Regions from separate parts of the Mus musculus genome. Here region 2 is linked to region 1. A link is a contact called in public Hi-C data. All regions are on one chromosome and are shown on one strand. Each heading gives the region's core, a stretch centred on a gene start, on an enhancer-like site or on the middle of the called end of the contact. The rest is flanking DNA. Distances are from core to core; before and after follow the strand shown.

Region 1 (4,448 bases), core at 1,384-3,883:
TGCCTCCTCCCATAGCAGTGCAGGTGATGGCTGGGTTTGGCTGCCATTGCTGTAGGCTCTGCTGATCCCCAAAGTGGATGCGACTGCCTTGTTAGCATTGAAGAACAATTTTGGCTGTCATCTTACACACACACACACACACACACACACACACACACACACGTCACTAAGTGCTGATTTGTAATATAAGCTGCGTGCATCTAGTTGATTAAGCCTTAGAAATGTACTTTTTCGTTCTCTACAGAATGGTGTAAAAAAATTTAATTAAGAAAAAGAAACCCCTGACAGGTGTACTTAGCCAAGTGAGTTTTAGTTAATTCCACATAGTCAAGTTAACAACCAACAATAGCCACAAGAACCAAATGAGTAGGAAGTTTGAACTGTAGATTAATGTATGTATATACTATGTATATACATTTATAAGAGAAATAAATATTATATATGTGAATATATAATATATAAATGAAGAGTTTTTTTTAAATCTTGAGATTATAAAAATTTGCTTTGAAAAAAAAAATATATATATATATATATAGTTGCGTTCTAATTACTTTTGACCCATAGATTCCTATTCTCTGCCCTCCCTCTCATCATCTGAGGCACACTTATCTGGAAAGAGCCTCTGACTTTTTGGTACGCCATTTACAATTCATCCCAACCTGCTCTGCGTTCCGTTTCCCCATAGCTCTCAAGTTAAATCAATACGACAGAGAGTATCAATAGCTTCAAGACATTTTCTTCTTCTCTTTTTCTTCATATCAAATTCTTTCTGTATGTGGTATGACAATACTTTTCCTGGGGAGACAGAACACACACAGCCACTCACCCAGATAGGAGTTCACAGCAGACAAAACTACAGATACCACCAATCTTCAACTTGGTGAGTCAGTGAGTTTGATTGGGGTTATAACCCCTCACTTATAAGAATATGAGTGAGGGGTTACCTACAGGAGGAGAAGTGCCTCAAAGGCAACTGATTTACCAAACCTCATCCCAGAAAAACCCATCTCACAAAGCTGAGAACCTGGACAAAGCTGTACAGTCTGCTGGTAGCTAAACAGACTGAAGGGTGGTCTTTCCAGGTGCCTCAGCTAATCTAGACCCCGTCTGGGTCAGATCGCTTGCTTTCTCTCCTTCCTTGGCGTTTGCTTCCTTGCATCTGAGAAGGACTCGGTTTTTACGACTCTGGCAGGGAGGGGCCTAGTGATTCTGGTCAGTTTCAGGAACTTCCTGAAGCTCTTCTGAGTTGTTTAACCTTCCTGCTTAAGGAGCTTCCTGCAGGGTGGACCGTTTAAATCTGGAAAGAAACTGTTACACAACACCATAAGAGTTTTTGTTAAAAACATCTATCCGATTACGCCTTGCTCTGGCTCACAGTGATTAAATAATATTTTAATTTAATAATAATTGGAGAAGACCCATATTATCCAGGATGGCTTCTCTACAGATCCACATCTGCTATGCTTTTCTCTCATTCTCAGTGCTCCAATTGTGCTTCTTGGCCAGCTTCCCAGAAACCCTGTTCTCCTTCCAGCCCTACTCCTTGCAACCATGGTCCCTTCGCTCGAATGATTTTTGCCACTGCCTTCTTGTCCTGCCACTTCTTGGTATCATCTGAACTTCAAATCTTCCCTGTCACCTCAGACAAGAATGACTCTGCCTCTGATGAACTCCATGCCCTGCGTTGTAATAGATATTATTTACCGTTTGCTACATGCTGTCATGCTTCAGTCAGTCAGTGTGGATGGGGTTAACTGTGTGCCCTGCCACTTCTTTAGTGTACAAGACACTTACACACAAATGTCCAACTGGTGAAAGCTGGACAGACAATTAAGTGATTGTGAGTGACCAGTCTTCTCATGGTAATTATCAGACTAAGAATTATTTGGCTTGTTATGGGTTTAAACTTTCTCAAGGAAATAGTTTCCCCACAACTATTGCATTCTCTAATTTCTTAGGTCACTAGGGTGGTGTTAAGAAGGCATGAAGAGTTTTCAGAGTGTGGTGGCTCACACTTTTTAATTCCAGCTCCGGGGAGGCTGAGACAGAAGGATAACCATGAACTCAAGGCCAGCCTGTGCTGCACAGCAAGACCCTGCCTCCAAACAATAATACAATTTTAAAAAGGAAGGATTTTGTTTGCATCTAGGTACAAAGCTCATATTTGCCACAAAGCTGGGCTAGCTGAACAAGAGACTGAATACCATTTGTTTCTTAACACTAAAGTTCAGCAAGAATAGTTCTATGCTAATTCCAGTGACCAAGAATGTATGTAATTTCCTCTGAAGAAAACTGTCCAATTGAGAGCAGGAAGAAATATTTTATCCCTTTCCCCTAAACTTAATCGTTTTACCAGGATCCATTTCTTCTTACATCAGATTTTTTTTTCCTTTACAGAAAGAAAACAACTGTGTCTGCTATGTATAAACCCCTCACATTTAAAAATTTGCCTTTCAGACACGTGATGTCCTTGGATGTGTGTATTGAACCACCAGAAATAACTCGGTGACATATTCTTGCTTACTTCATACATATTTCCAATGTGTGACTCACTGGTTTAAAGAGCACAAATGTGAACGGAGAGCAAAACACAGAGGTCTTGGCGTCCTTGTGCCTGAGCGGAAGATGAATCACCACTGCTGGCAAAGTGTCCTGGGTCAGTGTTGCCTGTCTCATAGTTTGAATGACCCCCACTGTTCCCATTCTCACCCCACTCACAAGCACACACTCATCCTCATAAGAACACCCCCGCCCCAACTCCACACACATCTTACTTTAAAAGCACTATGGAATGACTTTTGGCTAGGAAGTATGTGTATAAGAAAGAAATGAGTTGCTTTGGAGGCTACAACTGCATATAGGAGGGCATTAGAGGGACACACAATGTCACTGGCATTTCATTCTCAGTTTTAGTTCTCAAGGTTTCTTCTTTCACCATCTGTTTTTCTCACAGTGACAAATGTCACTTCCCATGGAATTTAGTAGGATGATGAATTTTGATGTAATGTCTTGATTGTCCTAAAAGTTATCTATTTTCTTCTTCATCCCATTTATTAATTGATTGATTGTTTATTGGTTGATTGATTGAGACAAAGTTTCATGCAGCTCAGGCTAGTCTCAGTCCCACCATGTAGCCAAGAGTGACTTTCTGGTCTTCCTGCCTCTATCTCCCAAGTGCTGAGACTATAGGTGTGAATCAACCTATTTTATGTGGTGGCTAGAACTCAGTGCTTTGTACATTCTAGGGAAGAGCTAGACTGGCTCAGCTACATCTGCAGACTCTCTTTGCTCCCTTCCCTTCCCTTCCCTTCCCTTCCCTTCCCTTCCCTTCCCTTCCCTTCCCTTCCCTTCCCTTCCCTTCCCTTCCCTTCCCTTCCCTTCCCTTCCCTCCCCTCCCCTCCCCTCCCCTCCCCTTCCCTCCCTCTCTTTCTTCTCTTAAAGACAGAGCCACCTTTAAAATTACATTAACTAATGTACAAAATTCTAATGTACGAAATTAGAAACTTCAGTTTGTTTGCTTCCTAATTCTGGAGGTAAAGGCTGAACTTTACCCCATGAAGATCATACCATATTCTTTTCTCTCAACTAAAACCAACTATACTCCATGGTAGAGCCAGAGATTAGGGTTACTGTATATATGAGTGTTTTTGTTGTATATATGAGTGTTTTGCTTGCATGTGTGTTCGTGCACCACTTGCATTTTTGGTGAACACAGAGGTCAGAAGAGGGCATTGGACCCCGGAGCTGCACTTACAGATGGTTGTGAATCACTGTGTGGGTCCTAGGGATAGAATCTGTGTCCTCTTCAATAAGAACAAGTGTTCTTAACCATTCACACATCTCTCAGTCCCTACTATGTTATTTTTTTCTGGAGAGAGGGAACGAATGAGAGAGAGAGAGAGCGCAAATCACTGTAGTAAGGAAGGAAAGAGAGTTCCAGAAGGGAGCATCGTGATCCATCCCAAATGACTACTGATGGTAGAGTCTACCTGGAAGGTTCAGGACTACCATGTCTGCATTGATTTGATGAAGATTTGCTTTCTCCCAGACAGAATGGAGGTAGAAGTGGACTTCGCTTTAGAGAATTGTCCAGGTCTGTGGAGCTGCTCTAAGAGAGATGCCATTGGGAAGACGATTTACAGCCCCGGGGAAGGGAAGATAGGCATAAATAGATCCATGGTTTCAGACACATTTTAGAGTCAACTACCCAGTTTTGTCTAAGTTAAAATAAACAAGTGAAACTTCTCACTACAACAAACCTCCTTTTCCTAGCAAAGGCTTCTGTGTTTAAATGTAGTTAACTATGGAGTTACTTTCTTGAATTAAACACTCAACCACTCCCTGTTGCTTCTCTCCTATGTGTGTCTGCCCTTTGCCCTCTGCCTTCTGGGGTGCCCAAAACCTCTACACAAAACCTGACCGAGGAAGGCAAAGCGTGGAGTCTGGGA
Region 2 (4,148 bases), core at 975-3,474, 140 kb after region 1:
TCAAGTGACATTTTTGATGCCCAGTTGTCTGGGAAAACAAAGCAGCAAGTATTAACAAGTTACATTTTTAGACATTTATAGTTGTTCATTGGTAGAATATGTGAATGTGTTATATGTAACTGTGAAAAGGTATTCATTTGTGTCATCATTCTTAATTTTTGATTTTCTTCTGTTTGTAGATGTGTGAGTGTATTCTTGGCTGTACATTTGGCTATCATGTTAAAAACGATAAAATGATAAATAGGTGTTTGTGCTACACAGTTTTTTTTTCTCCATAATTATTATTTTTTTAACATTAAATCACAATCACATCACCTTTCCCTCCTGCCCCTGAAAATCTTTGCCCCATTACCTCTTCCCTGCTCTTCAAAGAAGGGGGAAGCTCCAACCATCTGGGTACCACTCCAACCAGGGACACTTAGTCTCAGCAGGACCAAGTATCTCCTCTCCCACTGAGGCCCAACCGGGAAGTCCAGGTAGGAGAAGGGGATCCACGGGCAGGCAACAGAGTCAGAGACAGTCCCTGCTTCAATCGTTAGGGGACCCACATGAAGACAAAGCTGCATGTCTGCTGCTAATGTGGGGGTGGGGGTGGGGCTAGGTCCATCTGTACATGCTATTTGGTTGGTGGTTCAGTCTCTGTGAGCCCTCATGGGCCAAGGGGCTTCATGTGGTGTCTTCGACCCTTGGGCTTGCTCAGTTCTACCTCCAGCTCTTCCAAGATTCTCATCTCTGCCTGATGTTTGGCTATGGGTCTCTGCATCTGCTGCTGAATGAAGCATCCCAGGAGACAGCTATGCTAGGTTCCTGAATGCAAGCCTAACAGAGCATCATTAATAATGTCAGGGGGTTGGCTCTCTTCCACAGGATGAGCCTCAAGTTGGGCCTTATTTCTTTTTAACAGCACTTTCGTTTAAAATTGTTTTTAAGTGTCTAATTTCATATCAAAATTTAGAATAAAAGCACCCATTTCACTATTGATTTACTTTGTTCTTTCTTATATTGTGAATTCTCATTATTCTTACAAAGTTTAATGTTTGCTTTACTTGGTAGTTTTCTCACACATTCTCTCAATGACTACCTTTGGCTCTTACACCTTTCCCTTGTCAATGAAAAGTTTAAAAATTAATCTACCATCTTCCCTCATTGAAGGTGTGATGCCTGAGAATTCTTTCAGTGAATTCAGTGTCTTCTGTCTGTTCTCCCATCTGACGTAGATTAGTATTTCTGTCATCACTGCTGAGCAAGCTGTCCTCCATCTTTACTCCTTCCTGAAGTTTCTGCCTAGCTAGCTTGCTTCGTCATTAACCCATGTCACATGGTATGCTGCAAGCACACGGTCCTCGGAGTACAGGTTTCTACAAGCATGCCCCTCATGATCACCTCAGCCCGGGTTATGGGACCTCGCTTGCTATTGTCCTCTGCTGTCAGCATGACGTCTTGTTTGTTTCATTTTTTCCATCTTTCCACCGTAAAACAGATGGGGAGAAGTAAGGCTCCGGGTTTCACTCTGTTTCCTTTTTCTTCCCATTGCTCTTATTTTAGGGAGGGTTATAGGCACAGGCATAAGAAAAGTTCAGTGAGGCACAGGCATGAAAATATCTTAAGGAAAAATTATTTTTGTATGCCAACAGGATAACCAATAAAACGCGTTAAAAGAAAATAGATTAATAGAAACCATTACTTCAAGGACAGAAGCTTATGTTTTGACAATCATTTTAATCGTGTGCTCAGAGAACAACACTTCATGAGATTGTTTACTTTGTTTCTGGAACCAGTGAGGAAACTGTATATAGTGAATTACACAGCTGAAGACAAGGAAACTGGCTTATTAGGAATGAACAAAGATACTCAGTGAGAACACTGTGTCGTAAAAGACTCATGTAACAACCGAAGGGGCAGTGCCACAGCTCAGGGCGCCTAGGAAAAGGTGCTGGCCCGCTCCTTCTCTGCGCTGCCAATGCACATACCACCCAGCACCACAGTCTTAAGTGTGTCACAGGGAAGGAAAGTAGTATTCTGCATTTCAGAGCTATCATTTAAAAATACCCAGTAGGGAAATTAATATGAAAATATCTAGATGTATTTGTAACCTTGTTTTCTATTTTTGTACTAGTTGGCTTGTTGTGTTTGTAATAAAATTCTCTCGTTAAGTCTGTGCTTTCTCTGGAGCAGGAAGCACTGATATTAGAGGAAGCTTGTGCAACACAAGGAGGTCAGAGTCCACATCAGACAGAGCTGTGCGTAGTTCTCCATTCCTCTGCTTCCTGGTAAGGTCATCTTGGGCAACATATATAACAGCCTCCTTGATTGTGAATTGTCAATAATAATGGTATGAAGTTTAAAGCACTTAGCACAGTAACTGGCACACACTTGTCTTCAGTTGATGTCATTGATCACCAAACAGCCCTACTCCTGAGTGCAGCTCCTCAACAAATCCATTAATAAGCATAGTGTCAGTTATAAAGGTCATGCTGACACAGATCTTCAATCTCAGTGCTCAAGGGGCAGAGACAGGGATCTCTGAGTTTGCAGCCAGCCTGGTCTACAGAGTGAGTTCCAGGACAGCAAGAACTATACAGAGAAGCCTTGTTTCACAAAAAAGAAAAAGAAAAACAGAAAGAAAGGTTGTGTCATAGCTGTTTTTACCTTTTTATATTTATATTTGTGTTCATACAGCCAAGGCATCAATTTTATATTCGATGTAATTCTACTTTAGAATGTTGGCATTTTTAGTGCATTTTATTTAAGGAAATGATAATACTCATATTTATTGTTTTGTTACCACATGGATATTTGTAATGAAGATATGTTCATATTGATAATTGTTGCTAAATCACATATAGAAAGAGCATCTTGTTTTTTGTGAAAGAGCAGATAGCTGGAATCTGATTTTATCATGTGGAAGCCATCTGTTCCCACAGCTTCTGGAGGTGTGCTTAGGCATTAGCTTGAAGTGAATTTTTGATCTTCAGGATATTCATAACTCCTAATTGTACTTATCTCCTTTAGTCAAGAGAACAGAAACACCTTTATGCAGAAAAGACTCATTAATTTTTTATCCAGGTTCCATTGTATGTATGGTATCTGCATTTATCTGAGTGTCAAAGCAAAGATTTGCATGAATAAATGAGATGTTCAGGGATGGGTGTTATTTATCCACTTACTGATTAATTAGTTTATTTATAGACAGAATTTGGTACATGCTATGCAATACATGCTGGTCTCAAATTCATGGTAACTCCTGTTTCAGATTCTAGTGCTGGTGTTACAATTGTTTACCACCAAACACATCTTCGGGTTCTTTTTTTTTAAGGTTCAAGTTTAGGACTTTCAATTTCTAGGTTCTTAAAAAACTTGGCATAGGTTACTGAGGATACAGCTACCAATAACTAATCAAAGATTATTAATATCTCAAATGCTGATGCATATACATCTTTCATAAATTCTTGAAATGCTAGAATTTATTTAATATTCAGTTACAACTTATATTCAGTATATCAACTTCACAAAAGACAAAGTAGTTTTTGTTGTGAAATATATGGATCTCTGCCAAAAATGGCTATTCTCTTTTCTGAGTCAAGAGATGTCATCGGGAATCTTGTGGTTGGTGTCTGCATGGCTTCCCAGTGAGACTCTTGCCCAGACCTGCTTCTAGTTCCATGCACCATTGTCCCTGAGTCATATCCATTGGGAGAGCAAGGACTGACCTTTTCTAGGTTTGCCCCATTAAACTTTTCATGATTTTTTTCCACCCTTTTATTCTCTGCTTGGTTTGGTTGGATAAAACTCTGGGGGACCCATAAGAGACCTTAGGAGGTAGATTCTGAGTAATTATATGTGGATGCTTCTCTGCCAATGCATACTAAAAACACATATTTTGGTTATTAAAAGAATAATATTAATTTCTTTATGTGGAACAGACTAGTGTTTTTAGAAAACTATTTACAGTCTTAAACTTTTTGGACATGATAGTATCTGGCAAAGCTTAAATGTCTCTGGAATCAACACTTCTATCCAGAGAGATAAATAGATTTTACTAATGATAATTACTTTTATTTCAAGGGTCAGAAGACCGACTGAAACAAGTTAAGCAATAAATGGAATTTATTACAATTTCCGGAATATCTCATAGACTGGGAAAAGAC

The links. A called contact is a pair of places that touch in the nucleus more often than the background predicts.
Region 2: a Hi-C map of uterus shows a contact between it and region 1, with 6 times the contacts expected there. The contact joins two enhancer-like sites. A contact is called at or near these places in 1 of 15 datasets of contacts at CTCF or cohesin (the NIH/3T3 cell line), 5 of 484 Hi-C or Micro-C datasets (adipose-derived mesenchymal stem cells, embryonic fibroblasts, muscle stem cells and 2 more) and 1 of 9 other capture datasets (embryonic stem cells).

What each region holds. Positions count from the first base shown.
Region 1 is chr14:106,009,633-106,014,080 of GRCm38.p6, forward strand. No RefSeq gene overlaps it. Among named protein-coding and RNA genes, the nearest start is that of Trim52, 94 kb to the right of the region's middle. Within about 2 kb of position 2,634, at least 73 of the 459 cell types and tissues checked have an H3K27ac peak or open chromatin away from gene starts, as enhancers often do. A contact at or near this core is called in adipose-derived mesenchymal stem cells and uterus, where this site is marked.
Region 2 is chr14:106,153,152-106,157,299 of GRCm38.p6, forward strand. No RefSeq gene overlaps it. Among named protein-coding and RNA genes, the nearest start is that of Trim52, 49 kb to the left of the region's middle. Within about 2 kb of position 2,225, at least 34 of the 459 cell types and tissues checked have an H3K27ac peak or open chromatin away from gene starts, as enhancers often do. A contact at or near this core is called in adipose-derived mesenchymal stem cells and uterus, where this site is marked.